2 separate regions of the Hordeum vulgare genome follow, and region 2 is linked to region 1. The links are chromatin contacts, called in public Hi-C maps. All regions are on one chromosome and are shown on one strand. The core of a region is the stretch at or near the end of the contact, and the rest is flanking DNA. Distances in the headings are between cores, read along the strand shown. Region 1 holds the start of LOC123406992 (transport inhibitor response 1-like protein). Region 2 has its middle 27 kb from the start of LOC123413642.

Evidence for each region. A called contact is a pair of places that touch in the nucleus more often than the background predicts.
Region 2: a contact with region 1 is called in a Hi-C map of seedling, with 4 times the contacts expected there. The contact joins the enhancer-like site here to the promoter of LOC123406992 in region 1. A contact is called at or near these places in 2 of 6 Hi-C or Micro-C datasets (leaf and seedling) and 1 of 1 datasets of contacts at active chromatin or transcription factors (embryo).

What each region holds. Positions count from the first base shown.
Region 1 is chr7H:81,507,941-81,511,017 of MorexV3_pseudomolecules_assembly, reverse strand. It overlaps LOC123406992 (transport inhibitor response 1-like protein), which reads left to right and starts at 1,300. Exons shown (of 3, transcript XM_045100014.1): 1 at 1,300-1,946; 2 at 2,832-3,077. The coding sequence starts at 1,351.
Region 2 is chr7H:81,736,819-81,739,560 of MorexV3_pseudomolecules_assembly, reverse strand. No RefSeq gene overlaps it. Among protein-coding and RNA genes, the nearest start is that of LOC123413642, 27 kb to the right of the region's middle. Within about 2 kb of position 1,295, at least 3 of the 3 cell types and tissues checked have open chromatin away from gene starts, as enhancers often do. A contact at or near this core is called in leaf and seedling, where this site is marked.

The DNA of each region.
Region 1 (3,077 bases), core at 51-2,550:
TCCGTGCCCAGTACCTGTCCCGATGGTGCCTTTAGCATCATCGAAGGGCGCGTGGAGATTTTTCTCTCGCGGATCTCATGGGATTCGGTCGGCGTTTGTCTTCAGTGGATCCAATCTTTGTTTGTGTGTGTTCATGTGTCTACATGTTGGATCCTTATTAAACTTATCTTCAAGAGTGACAGTTGTTGTTCTGGTGCGTTGGCCTTAGCACGACGATTTCCCAAGTGTCTACTACAATAAGTTTTGCCCGACTCTAAGGACGGAGGGGCGATGATGGCGGCACGCCTTTGGCTCACTTGAGTACTTGTAGTCGTCGCTAGCCGGTCTATGGATATGGATGTAATTTATTATTATTTCTGGTATTCGTTATAGTATCACAATGGATGACGAATAGATTGGACATTTTCTCGCAAAAAAGACTAGGGTTCCTCTGCCTCAAGTCGATGCTGCTGCCAGTCCGCCTCGTCTCCGGTAGCCTTAGGACCATGAGAGCACGGTGGATCCCGGTCCTTGCTAGAGGAGGGCTCCGATTATAGACGTGTCTTTGAGTTTTGATAGAGTTTATATCCTGCTCGGGAAGACGAGACGATGGTCGCTCCCTAAAGATGGAATAAGTTTCTCCCGCCTAACCTATGTCCACGTGATGCATCTAGCATCGTCGATGGGCGCGTGGAGGCGTGTCTTTGGTGAAAGTGTCTTTGGTAGATTTGCTCGACTCTATTAATCGTTCGTCTAGGTTCGTATGTTTTTAGGTTAGTTTATTTCGATATATGATACTCTTCACCAACGACAGTTGTTATTATAGTGCGCTGGTACTATGAGGAAGACGACTACCCGACTATCTACCATAACAAGTTCTTTCCCGCTCCGACGAGGGAGGGACGATAATAACGACGTGTCTTCGGCTCGCTCGAGTGTGCTTAGTCATCGTTAGGTGGCCTACGAATGTGGATTTTTTTTATTTTTTATGTTTATTATACGGCCGTGATTGAAGATGAATAAGTTGAAAGTTTCCCAAAGAGAAAAATGATAGTAGTATCTTTGTTGGCTCAAGTAGAAAAGCCACAAAGGTACACAAAAAGTACACAAAGGTACGCCTACTTGGTAACCGTAGTGCTACCCTCTACGAAAATACTCTGGAGGAGAAAAAAAAATGGCCCCTCACTTCCCCCGTCCACCTGCCTTCTCCGATCTAATCATTATTTAATCCTTTTCCAGTCTCACATGAGCACTTCCTCCCCAGCCCCAACCCCCACCTCCTCCTCCGATCCCCCAACCACCACCACCACCACCACCACCTCCTCCGATCCCATCACCGGCCCCTCCTCCTCCTCCTCCCCCGCCTCCGGCATGAGCGGGGCGGCGGAGGAGGCGGACTCCCCGCCGACGCACATGTCCGAGGACTCCTCCGGCTCCTCCTCCGGCGGCAGGCGGACGCCGGATCTGAGGGGCGGCAACAACGGCGGCGGCCCGCGCGCCTCCTCCTCCGCGCCGCCCGACCAGGTCCTGGAGAACGTGCTGGAGAGCGTGCTCGAGTTCCTCACGGCCGCGCGCGACCGCAACGCCGCCTCGCTCGTCTGCCGCTCCTGGTACCGCGCCGAGGCGCAGACGCGCCGCGAGCTCTTCATCGGCAACTGCTACGCCGTCGACCCGCGCCGCGCCGTCTGGCGCTTCCGCGGCGTCCACGCCGTCGTGCTCAAGGGCAAGCCGCGCTTCGCCGACTTCAGCCTCCTCCCTGACGGCTGGGGCGCCAACGTCAAGCCCTGGCTGGAGGCGCTCGGGCCCGCCTACCCGTGCCTCGAGCGCATCTGCCTCAAACGCATGACCGTCACCGACGACGACCTCGGCCTCGTCGCGCGCTCCTTCCCGCAGTTCAAGGAGCTCTCGCTCGTCTGCTGCGAGGGCTTCAGCACCCTCGGCCTCGCCGTCATCGCCGAGCGTTGCCGGTACCATGTCCTACCCAAACTCTCTTTTTGTCTCGGATAGCTTGCTGTCGACGCATTCCCGTTGACTTCGGGTTGACACCTCGACTGGAATTGGATAGTGCCGGAGGTTGAATCTTCTTTGCTGATTTCTTTCTCTCGTTCTCAATATATGCACGTGTGCCATCCTTTAGCTTCTTGTCCAATGTTTTGCTGCTAGCCAGACCCTTTACTCGCATATTTTTTTGGGTTGACGGCCCCATGAACTCGAAATATATCTTGACGTGCTAAATTTGATACGTATTCGTACTGATGATGCTTACATTTGTGGTTTCTTCCACTGACTCGAGGCGTTAAAACATTATGGCTTTATTTCGTTAGTGCCCGTTGACGAATGGAAAACAATCTTGGGTAGGGAATATTGCAGTTCATATATATTTAGTGGTAACGAAACTTTTAATGGGTCCTGGTTAACTAACTCCCACTGTCTGTAATAGACAATTTGGTATTCTGTTGCATTTATCGCGATCCAGTTGTACCCCCTCCTTCCAAACATGTAAAGCCCCTCAAAATTTTAGCCTAACTTTTGTTCACTTATTTGACCAACATAATATGATTTATATGTCACAGAAAGTACACCATTTGATTCGTACCCGAAAGTTCTAGTGTATAATATTTGTGGCATACAACTTCTTACTCAAATTCATGGTCAAAGCTAGGCTCAAAGTTTGATGGGGCCTTACATATTTGGAAAGAGGGAGTAGCTTAATGCTTATCTACTTTGGCAACTCCCAGATTTGGACGTCTCCGGACTCCAGATGTGCTTGTTTCTCTTGCTTTGCTTCAGCTTATAAAGGAGTGGAGTCGAGTGTGGCATCTCACCGACTGATGTACTTAATACTTGTGTAGGCATCTGAGGGTTCTGGATCTGATCGAGGACTATGTGGATCAGGAGGACGAAGCAGTGGACTGGATCTCCAAGTTCCCAGTGTCCAACACATCACTAGAGTCCCTCATGTTTGACTGCGTTGGTGTCCCGTTCAATTTTGAGGCCCTGGAGGCCCTTGTGGCACGCTCACCTTCTCTTCGTCGGCTGCGTGTGAACCACCACGTTTCAGTGGAGCAGCTCCGCCGTCTCATGGCACGGGCTCCTCA
Region 2 (2,742 bases), core at 46-2,545, 230 kb before region 1:
GATCTTGTTTTGAAGAGCTAGTCACAAGGGCTAACAGTGAAAATGAATCTTAATTTTCACACGTGGTTTAAAAGTTATAACTTTTAAAAAATTCTAAAATCTGAGGTAAATGCATTATTTCAAGGACGAGGTTTCCTTTTAAAGAAGAAGGGAGCCACATGATACCTTTTTGTCAACCGCTCGCTAACTTTCTGAGGCGGCTGAGTGTTCTCTAGACGTGTCCATACTATAATTGTATGTAAATCCACCCTGCAAGCGTAGGTAGATTTTAAAAGTGCACAACTAAATATTTAATTATGGGATATGTGGACAAAGTGGTTGTATTTGCACGAGATGACAAGTCAGTTTTGTATTCTACAAGTTTTATAACTAAACTAAACTTGAGACGCAAGTTATATGACTCCCGATTATATGCACTAGTATTGAACTTTACTAAAGCGGCTGGAAGGGAACTCTTGTTCCGAGGAAGAACATATGGCCATTAGTTCTAGCCTCGCAACAACTGCTGAATATCGATGCCTCTTTTAGCGATCGTAAGGGATCATAGAGGTCAATTCATTGTTGACTCCACCTCACAACTGAATCATGTGGCAGATGTTGTGTCATCAGAAGCTGCAGCGCTTCATGAATGGTTGAAGCTACTCCAAAGTCTGGGATGTAACAATATACAAGCGAGGATGGATAATATCATCGTGGTCGAAGCCCTACGATCTCAATGAAGGTTACTCTATGATGGTAGCTCCATTACTATACGTTTGTAGAGTGTTAATACGAGAATTCGGGAAGGTTACTATTGAGCATTGTAATAGAGAATCAAATGCCGTGGCTCATGAGATAGCTGAGTGAGAACGTGTAAACAATCCGTTTGTTTGAATTAATGCATCCCCAAGTTTTATTGTTAAATTTTAATGGACGATGTAAGTGTTGTTTAATTTTAATAAAACTAGTCATGAAGGCCTTTCTGTAAAAAAAAAATCCATAGATTTGGCATGTTTCTTAAAGTCACGTATCCTCTTCGTAGGTCTAGGCGTCTAGCATTTTCGCTTTTTAACTCTGCCGAACGATATCCACTCTCCAAACGAAGACGCAGATCGGCATGCTGACTTTTGGCCCCTAGCGCCTCATGACCCCGGTCGGCCAGGCGAAAGAACGTGTCATCCGAACGCAGCCCGATGCCTCTTCGACATCCCGGAGCGACGCCGGTGATTTGAACGACCTGTTTTGATCTGACCTCTGATCACGCATGCCCAGTCCACCATCAACACACACACAGGTCGTCTTTCCATACCGCGACGCAAAGCAATCAATGCGTCTAGATCGTCGGCGGGTCCCGAAACGCCGATTCAGGCGATCTCTCTGCAAAACAGTAACCACCCCGGCCTTGATCCCCGTCGTCCACCTACGCAACGGCATCAGGATCGACCGGCCAAAGGACAGGGAGAAAAGGACAGCGAGCACCGTACCGCCGGACCCTCAAATTCGGTCGCGCAAATTCCTGCGAACACGTCCGGACGGGTCAGTAGACACTCACCAATCACAGCTTAAATAATACAGTCTACGTCTGAGTAACTTAAATATCATATCTCAAATCCATACAACCCATGCAACTATCACGTTCACGTACACACGTCGTCCGGATACTTCGTCACTGCTAAACATGCTATCGGATTACCAAAATTTGACATGTTTGATTATGTTGGAGATCATCCACGGCTGCCCTTGTCCTTCTCGACGCCCTTGTCGTCCTTGTGCGGAAGTACCGGTCGAAGACGCAGTATGAATCGAGCCGGATCTGCTCGTCGTCGGAGTTGTCCTCGCCGCCGCTCACCCCTTTCTCCTCCTTCGATGGCAGTCTGGCCATTTCATGGACCATCCGATTCTGCACGGCAGGCGAGGGAGCACGTGCTCCGCCGGTGCCCTTTCTTCAAAATGCGGGCGCAGATAGCTTCCTCCTCTGTGGCCGCCCGCGTCGCCGCATCAGTCGTCTCCGCCTCCGCCATTTTTTCCACGAGATAGGCCTCGGTGATCCTTATCATCTCCTTTTCATGACAGTCAGACTGTTCTGATGGAACTCGAAGTCCGGGTCGGATCGTTCGATCCGTCTGCTTGGTCATGGATGATCCCTCCCGAGAGGGAGCGAGCACCCTTTGCACAGACGCTATGGAGTCACAGCGGATAGATCCTCCGGTCGATCGGCCACTTACGAGATGAAACACGAGCCGCATGTACTCTCGTCTCTCCCCGATGATCCGGTGGCCGGTCGGTCGGTCATGGGCTACGCTTAAAAAATGAATAACGGTTTTGCTAAAACACATCTATATATTATATAAGTATTTTTTATGTTTATGTAGACATTTAGATGTGTAATAAATAATTTAACACATCTATATGTGTCCTAAACACACCCAATGAATAATTTAACACGGAGGACACGTATACATGACACCGTAGAGACACCGGCCCCACGATCGGGTACGTGCGTGCGTACAGTACGCGGAGACGGCGCGTTCGCTCTCGCCTGCACAGGGGCACCAAGCCATGCGCCGCCACGGAGCTCACCGGCCATCGCCGCCTAGCTAGGTTTGGCAGTGTGGCTCAACAGTGAGCCAGCTGCTGTTTCCTTCCGGAGAGGGTCCAGCCATGCATGCAAACCGTGACCGGTGCACAGTGCGGGGAGCGTGTTTTTTTGACCGTGAGCAGAGACGGGACACGGAACGCGTGCTGCGTGTCGAATGGCCTGGG